Regions from separate parts of the Mus musculus genome. Here regions 1 and 3 are each linked to region 2. The links are chromatin contacts, called in public promoter capture Hi-C maps. All regions are on one chromosome and are shown on one strand. Each heading gives the region's core, a stretch centred on a gene start, on an enhancer-like site or on the middle of the called end of the contact. The rest is flanking DNA. Distances are from core to core; before and after follow the strand shown.

The links. Promoter capture Hi-C pulls out the DNA fragments that hold promoters and counts their contacts.
Region 1: a contact with region 2 is called in a promoter capture Hi-C map of erythroid cells, with 2.8 times the contacts expected there. The contact joins the promoter of Huwe1 here to the promoter of Prdx4 in region 2. A contact is called at or near these places in 2 of 39 promoter capture datasets (cranial neural crest and erythroid cells).
Region 3: a contact with region 2 is called in a promoter capture Hi-C map of pre-B cells. The contact joins the promoter of Eif1ax here to the promoter of Prdx4 in region 2. A contact is called at or near these places in 2 of 39 promoter capture datasets (erythroid cells and pre-B cells).

What each region holds. Positions count from the first base shown.
Region 1 is chrX:151,801,981-151,804,961 of GRCm38.p6, forward strand. It overlaps Huwe1 (HECT, UBA and WWE domain containing 1), which reads left to right and starts at 1,302. Exons shown (of 83, transcript NM_021523.4): 1 at 1,302-1,589.
Region 2 is chrX:155,337,055-155,339,908 of GRCm38.p6, forward strand. Prdx4 (peroxiredoxin 4) reads right to left here and starts at 1,406. Exons shown (of 7, transcript NM_016764.5): 1 at 1,059-1,406. The coding sequence starts at 1,308.
Region 3 is chrX:159,370,846-159,373,708 of GRCm38.p6, forward strand. It overlaps Eif1ax (eukaryotic translation initiation factor 1A, X-linked), which reads left to right and starts at 1,333. Exons shown (of 7, transcript NM_025437.5): 1 at 1,333-1,570. The coding sequence starts at 1,555.

The DNA.
Region 1 (2,981 bases), core at 52-2,551, 3.5 Mb before region 2:
TTTCTAATTACAAAAGTCAGTAGTTAAATATGAACAGTCTTGTATATAAGCAATAAACATTTTGAAATTTTAATACCAACCCCCCCACTCTAAATTTCAAGAAAAATAAAAATATCTGGAAGTAAACTATAAAACTTTCAGGAATACAATGGAAGAACGTTTGCATAAATGGAGAAGGAATATCAGGCTTCTGCATAGGAAGCCTCTATTCTGTAACGATATTCATTTTTCTATATTGATTCAAGCAGTTGATGCAATTCCAATAAATATACTAAGTTTTTGGAACTTGACGATTCTAAAGTTTATGAGGGGGGGATGGCTAAGAATAACCAAGAAAATGTTTTTAAAGATGGGGGTGCTTGTACAATTAAACTGTACTCTGAAGGAAGCATGTTTAAATTAGAATAGACAGAACAATGGATTAGAATGGAAAAGCTCACAAACGGGCCAGACTGGATCCCGATTTATTGGAGAAACATTGTTGGTTAGACATGCAAAAACTGCCATATTAAAATCTCCAAGCGCCTTTCTCCCCACCCCAAGCTTGAATTTGCTTTTGAGGGCAGACGCCTTTGTTTGGAGAAAACCACTTTATTGGGTCTTTTTTGTTATAAGGTAAGGAAAGCCTCAATATTTAAAACTGGTGACTCCGGAGGTAGAACTAATGATATGAGCTTTTAGTGAAAAGATGGATTCAGGTTAGCCTGCAGTGCGGCGAAGGAAGAAGTATGGATATTAGAGGTCTTTAGATTTTTCCCCCCATGTTTTGAGCACAAAAACTGGTGTGTCATTGTTTCCATTTGCATTTGTGTGTTTATTGTAAATTGAACATCTTTTATGCGTTAGTTAAGACTAGCACGTTATTCCTCGAGGCAGGTAACAATGGGAACCCATTCTTTTCGCTTTCGGAATGGAGTTTGGCTAATTGGTACAGCCCTGCTGGAAGCGTGAGAATAAACAGGTTGACTTTTTAAGCACTAGGCAGGCTCCAGACACCTAAATCGGGGGCGGAGGTAGTTTTCAAGACATGGCCGAGATTTGGCGCTGAGCTGTGTCATCGCGAGGTTTGGTAGCAAGCTCCGCAGTGGGTCGGAAACCTCGTGGTAAGCGAGATCCCTAAAGGACGAGAGCTTCCTCCCTTTCCCCGAAAAAACTCCCAGTCATTTTCACGAAGCTCCGCCTTTCTCCTTTTTAGGAGCGTGCACCTGGTCTCGCGAGATCTCATGTTTCCTAAAGGCGAGGCGCGGGCGGTCTCCTGCGGTGAATTACGAAGGTCTCGGCGAGGCTGAACGTAATATCGCGATAGTTCCTACGGCGCATGCGGGAGCCGGCGGCGGCATGCTGGCTCCGCCCCGTAGTGCTCCGTGAGGTTGTGCGTCATTTGCTTTTCGCTTCGCGTGGGGTGAGAGCGGAGCGGTGGCGATTTGGGGTTTGGTGGCAAGCGAGGGTTGGGACGGGCTGGGCTCAGTTTTTCCTGGTCCGGTGGAGGTTCTCCTGGGATCACGCGAAGGCGGCGGCCGAGGTTGGCTACTGAGTGCAGGAGCTGCGGAGGCGCGAGCAGCGTCTTCTGGTGCTGCCGTTCTTAGCCGGTGAGTTCTCGCGGGAGCAGGGTTACGTCCTCGTGGGGATTCGCCGGCGGTGGCGGAGATACCTTGGGGGTGGGGGGGCAGTGACTAGGGTCGGGCCGCCTGTTAAGATGGCGGCGGCGGCGGCTGCCTGTCTTGCTCTTACACGGTACCAAGGGGTTAGCTATCCGCGTTTGTGACGCTTCTCAGGTACCAGACGTTAAGGAGATGACGAATGGCGAAACGTCGTGGTGCCGGTAAATCCTTCCTGAGCTGAAGACCATCCTGTTTCTTACCGGTTAAAGCGACACCATTTCCCCCGGCCTCTGCCTCGTGTGGGCCTGCCTTTGCCCCACCAATCGCTCTTCGCCTCTGTTTTCGTCGTCGCAGTGGGCGGGTTGGGAAGTGCGGGAGGGAGTCCATAGTTCATTGGGTAGTGGGCTGGGGATTAGATTAAAAAGTGGGAGAGAGGGACGCACCTAAGATTGTTCTCATAATTATTGCGCGCTTGCTGCTTCTCAGCCCTTGCAGCGACCCATATGAAACCCCTAGTTTTTCTTGATCCGAGGTGGGCTCTGCTTCCCTGCTCCCGCGGCTTTCGGGCTAAGGTTTGAGAGGTCAATCTGTAGAGTCATTAGAGTACCTTCCCTTTCCCAAATTCTGTCTCCCTGTCAAATCGCTCAGCTACGTGAATATCGGGATGCATTATTAAGGGGAGAAGTTAAAAAAAATCCTATCACTCCTCCTCTGTAGTCCTAATTTAGAGCCTAGCCTGAATCATCTACCCTGTCCCATGTCCTTCCGTGGTGCTTTTGGCGCAGATGTTAAAAGAGCTTATCTTATTCCCTGCATTTACTCCATCTTTGTGGATGGATCAGCAGTAACCTTCCATTTTCCTAGGTCCTCTTGCTTGTTTATCCCTGACGCGGGGACAGCGTACTGATTTCTTCAACTTTGAATGTTTTGAGACCATACTTGGGCAGAACAATAAACGGGTCAGTGGTCGGATAATTGCAGTCTTAGTGGTCTCCTTCGTGCCCCCACTAGGTGAAACTTTGCCTTTCCAACCCCTTCCACGCTACAAGCTCTGGGACCCGCCCCCTTTCCCGCCTATGTTTCTGTAGTCTGCTGGTCTGTATATCTTTTTGTTTTGTTACAGCTAACCAACATTTAAGAACTAAGTCTCACTTCTTAATCCTTATATTTCTCTCTTAACTGCTCTTCCTCCCACCCCCAGGAGCTGAATCCCCTAGCAAGGTGTCGACCCCCAGTACCTTTTCCTTCCTCCAGGAGTTTTACCCCTAAAACAGTCACGCTCCTTTTAAATTTAAATTTACTTCCTTTCTCCTCAAATCACTTCTATTATAGACAATTAATTCCCTATCACGTGTTTCCTTTGTAGATAACATGATTTGA
Region 2 (2,854 bases), core at 156-2,655:
GTTCATAACTGTGAAGTAGCCAGATGTGGTAGAGCACAATTGGAATCCAGCACTCTGCAAGCTGAAGGAGGAGGACTACAGAATTTGAAGCCATTTTGTCAGATCTGTCCAGTCCCCATGTCCAAAAAATTGACCCCAAAATGTTAAGTATAACTATTGTTTCACTGAATACTAGCACAGAATGTGCCACAACCACCAAAACTCAAACACACACTCACAGAATGCCAAATAATCCCTAGGAAAAGTGGGTTAGGGAAAAGCAAATAATATATGGTCTGTGTCTGTGTCCCCTGATCACTTTTTTGGCAATCTTAATATCCAGATGCAGCAGGCCTCAATTTTCTCACTATCTTCTTAGTCTGACGTGTCTTTTTCTGAGAGTGGCCACTAGCTTCAAACACTAGACAGAAAGACAAATAATGAAAAGCCCAATTGGCAGTACACAAGATTTACCACCAACCCAACTGTGCCTCTTCCGCCTCTTCCCCAGTTTCCCTCCAAAATACTCCATAAGACTTGTTTTTTTTTTTTTAAATAAACATCTATTAACTCTACAAAGTTTGGGGAGATGACTCTCAATAACAATCTTTATAAGCTAAGAGAAAAAAAGTTTGACCTCCTGACCATTTTGTTTAACCACTTTTCTGTTTAACCAAACTTTCTGTGAATCATTATTCAACTTATCAATGTACTTTCTTCCCTGGAAAAAAGAGATAGGACGGCTGCAGGCACTTTCGAATATGTAAGGAAGTATTTTAGTTTGCACAACATCCTCCACGACTGTAAGCCCGGGTCTAGAAACACCCCCATCTGCGGCTTTGGGGGTAACCGCTACCTCTCCCGAAATCTGTTCAGAGAAACCCATTTCTTTCTTCACACCAGGAACCCACCTCCAACCTCACACCCACAAAGGCATGGGGTGGACCGAGAACTCCCAGGCAGCCTTGGGGGGGGGGTGCGGCCCAACTCCAGCCCCACCCTTTTGTAGCATCCACAATTAGGGTCTAAGATTCCTCGAGTTCTACCTCCTCCACCCAAACTCGCAAGGCACCACCTACTCTTGGCTTTGCTTAGATGCAGGGAGTGATCCGCGACTGAAACCCGGGACGCCTCCCCGGGGTACACTTGTCCACCAGCGTAGAAGTGGCACTCATTTTCGCGGGTCCGGAACCGTTCATCACTCTCCAAGCCTTGCAGAGATTCGGTCCGCAACAGGAACAGCAGCAGCGGCGGCAGGAGCAACACCAGCTTTCGGGTCCAGCGACGGGACGCCGTGGTCCCGTCCAGCAGCTTGGACCGCGCCTCCATGACCAAGCAAGCGCGAAAACACGTCCCTCTGCTAAAGCACAGAGTCCCCTGCCGCCAGGCAGCCAGCTAAAACGGCGCGCTGGAGACCGCGCGACCAAGGGCGCGGCCTCGCGAGACTTGCTCCGCCCCACTCCGCCCCTCCGCCACGTGGGCGCAAGCTCCGCCCCCCCCAGTGGGCTTCTGCGCCTGCGTCAAAAGGAGAGCCAAGCTGAAGTGTTTTCCCAATTTAACAAAAGAAGTTTGCACGGGTGCCTAGTGACTGATCTCCAGAGCACTGACTGTCCCTGTCCTTGAAGGTGTACTTCCAAGTCCATCTCTGTAACAGAGCTTCCCTACCCCTCACATCATCCCCTCACAAGTTCACACTAACCTATGTGCCTGTGAAGGACTTAAAATGTAGACTTTTCGTGGTTATTTTGAGACAGGGTTTCTCTGTGTAGCCCTGGCTGCCCTGGAACTTGCTCTGTAGACCAAGCAGAGATCTACTTATCCCTGCCTCCCTGAGTGCTGGGGATTAAAGGCGTGTGCCACCACAATTTATACTTCTAATTAAGGTCACTTTCATGCATCTCATTTTGTTTTTGTTTTTGACAGATCATACTTGTATGCACTTACAGGGCACCATCTGAATGAATATAACATGGAATGTAGTCACCAACTCATTTACCTTTTTATGGGGAAACACCCAAAACAGTTATTTTGAAATATACTGGTTGACTATATTTGGCCTGTTGATTACTCTAGGTTTAGGAGGCTGGGGGCAGGGGGTGGGTGGGTTAGGCCATGGACACTACAAAATTGCTGAACTTAACAGACATGTATGTGTCCCCTGAACCTCCGGAGTGATTTGCCTGTACAGTGCCAGGACTCATCTTTTCAGCTCTTTTCAGTCCCAGAAAAACTTGAGAGCAAATAGCTAACCATTTATTTTCCTCCAACAGGCAAAAAGAAGTTTGGGGGAATTAATTTTGCTTCAAAGATTTGCTTTTCCAGTCAAGAGCTGTAAAGTTCGTAGTCACCCCTCATAGCACAGCATAACTACCCATTACCCATCGAGCCCTCTTCCTCTGCTGCCTTGCCTCTCCTACCTATGATACACTAGGGCATGCCCAGCCGCCCTTGAGTTATTGCCCCAGCGCCTAGGGGCTCAGTCCCACTTTAGCTTGTCAGACTGAATTGTGACGTCACCTGTCTGCTCCCTCAGCCCTAGTGCTGCCTTCATGAACTCCAAACCATAACTGATTTACACCCTGTTCATCCTGTTTTGAAAAATTACTATTTAAATTTTTTTTGTCTATATGTCTGTTCACTGCTTGTGTGCCTGCTATTCATAAAAGCCAGGGGAGGACATTGAAAGATCCCCTGGAACAGAAGTTACAGACAATTGAGAGCTGCCACGAGGGTGCTGGAAATCAAACCTTTGTCCTCTGGAAGAGCGTCCAGTGCTCTTAACTTCTGAGTCATCTTTCGAGCTCCCTAATCCCATCTTGAATATAAAACCTCTGACTATGGACCGTTATTATGTCTGCTCTCCCTTCCTCTACAC
Region 3 (2,863 bases), core at 83-2,582, 4.0 Mb after region 2:
TGCTTTTACCTACTGAGCCATCTTGCTGGCCCCAATAAACCTAGTTTGAAGTGAAGTTAGTTGTTCTGAGAATCTATGCAGTATTCCTTTGCTGGAACCACCAGAATAAAGAATGGGAGAGCGAGTTGTTTAAACATCAAAAATGTACGTTCTCTTGACTGTGTTGTGTGTTTTGTAGTCAGGGTCTTACTATGTAGCCCAGGCTAGCCTGGAACTCACTATGTAGCCCAGCTTTCCCATAGATTTGCAGGAATCCTCTTGCCTCAGTTTCACAGGTGCTAGGATTATAGGCATGAGTACCAGGCCCACCTACTATTTTGCTCAGTTTTGAAGATTCCAAGTCTAAAGTCAAGGTAGAGACAAATCTGGCTTCTTCTGAGGTCTTCATGGCTTGCAGATGATTACGGGCTCAGGAACTGGTTGTTCTTTTTTATGCCTCATTATGCCTAGGTACTAATTGCTTTTGTTTTGGTTTTGGTTTTGAGTTAGGGTCTCACTCTGTAGCCTTGGCTGGCCTGTAACTCATAGTTTACTTTCCTCTGCCTCCACAGTACTGGGATTAAAGGCCTATGTTACCATGCTAACGTCAAGTCTTGGCATCAAGTCTTAAGGATCTCATTTCAATATAGGCTCTTTAATGATCTTATATCCAAACAGAGTAATATACATACAGGTTAGAACTTCAGCATGAATATTGGGAGATTTGGACCCTAACATCGACTTTCTTCCATTCCTTTTATCCTATGTCTGCTGAGCAACCTACCATGTGCAGGCATTCTGTTGAGCATTATAAACAGACTTAGCTACAGTGAGTTAGGGACAAGATTTATTTTTAAGTATCATGCAAATATTCTATTAAAGTTTGGAAGAGGATGGCAGAAGTGCCTTCTCTCCTTCCCCCTTAGATTTCCAGCTTGGTTGGGCTGGTGAAAGGGCCCCATTAAAACTCAACTCTGAGGTTAGTGAGTCAGCACCTTGTCAAGCCTGGGGCTCACTTGGCTAGGAAGCCGAGATGATGCCCAAGCCAGCAGCCTGCACCACCTCAATTTCCCCTCCTCTCCTCCAAGCCTCCACTGTGACGCAGGGCCCGGGCCCCTCCCGCCCGGGCCCCTCCCGCCCCCTTCCGGACGCCGGAGGCCCCACTCCACCTACTGCGTGCCCACTGGCAGCAGTGAACGCCTCCCTGGCAGGCTTCTCCCTAGGCTCCCACCCTAGGACTGCCCCTTGGCCACGCCTGCGCCTTAGAGTCGCGGGAGGCTGGGCTCCGCGGGCGGGCGGGCGGGCGGGCGGGCGGGCGGGGGGGGGGAGGAGGGCGGGGAGGAGGAGGAGGGCGGGGAGAAGCCCCGCCCGCTGCCGCGACGCCATTTGCCACTGCCGAGCGTGGGCACGGGAGGCTCTCGCAAGCACGGGTGACCAGCCTCTCCTGAGCACGCTTCCCGACCTCCCGCACGGTCTTCGTGGCGCGCACTTCTCGGCGTTGCCCGTCGGAGTCACCGCAGTTCCTGCCGCCAGCCTGAGTGCGGTCCCACACGCTGCCAGCCAGTCTTTGCGGCCATGCCCAAGAATAAAGGTAAGGACGCCGCCGCCGGGACCGGGGCTCTGCTCCCCGCCGGCTCCCTGGCGCTGCTCTCGGCCTCGAGGTCAGCCCAGGCCTCAGTGACCTTCCTGCCATCTTTTCTTGCCTCTCCTCGGGCTGCATTCTCTGCGTCCTACTTGGAGCTGGGCAGAAGCGCAGGGAAGTTACTCCTGGCTCCCAGTTTGGCCACATTGGGGTGGAGCCGACGCCATTTTTTTTTGTAGGGCCTCCTGTGTGAGAATATGGGCTCGTGCCCCCGATTCGCGCCACATTGACCGCGGCGCCCGGGGGACTCATGGGAACACCTGCCTCGGACTTCTTGGGCTCCCAACACCTGGGGAGTTAAGCCCTGGGAGCCAATCTGAACTTTGAAAAAGGGTGATGCCTCGCTTGCTTTCGTGCCCATCTGGCACCTCCTCCCTAGGATTTTTTATGGACACTTAGTTGGTACTGGTGAGGCCGCACCCGTGTAGCCAGTGGCCAGTACTTTGATGCATTCGCAAATTTCATCCCTAGAGAATCACTTTGCTCCATAGTTTTACCGGGGCTTAACTTTTTCCACAGAGCCCTTGACCCACATTGAGCCAACTTTTCCACGTTTGCTTCTGATCGTGTATATATTTTGATAAATAAAAAAATGATTACAAATTCTAAGCAGAAGTGCAGCGTTCCTAAGATCATTCTCATTTTTATATATTTACAGTATTTTGTGGTGTTTTTTTTTTTATGGGATCAAATCTATCTTTACCAGCACTCTACCGCTTTGCTTTGCTCTGTCTGTCTCCAGGCTGCCCCGGAACCCTAAACTAACATTGAACTTGGGATTCGCTCGCCTCAGCTTCCCGAGTAGCTGGCATTACAGGCTTGCTATATTCGTTGTCCTCGTAATTTCTCAAAAATATAAAGTACAAAGTAGTGGAAAGCTTTTATTTCCCACAGGAGAGGAACACATTACACAGGATGAACTTGGGTGGGGGGAGGGGCGCACACCTTTACTCCCAGCACTAGGAAGGCAGAGGCAGGTGGATTGCTGAGGTCAATCAGCCTGGTCTACAGAGTGAGTGCCAGGGCTACACAGAGAAGCTCCCTTTTTAGAAAAAAAATAAAAATAAAGCCTTTGGGCAGAAGAGATGAACGCCTTCCTGGTTAAGAGAACCAAAGTTAGGTTCTCACACCCACATAGGGCTGCTCATGACTGCCTGTAACTCCAGCCCCAGGGGATCCAATGCCCTCTTCTGCCTCCCCCACCCCTCCACAATCACGCACACATTTAAAAAAAAACCATAA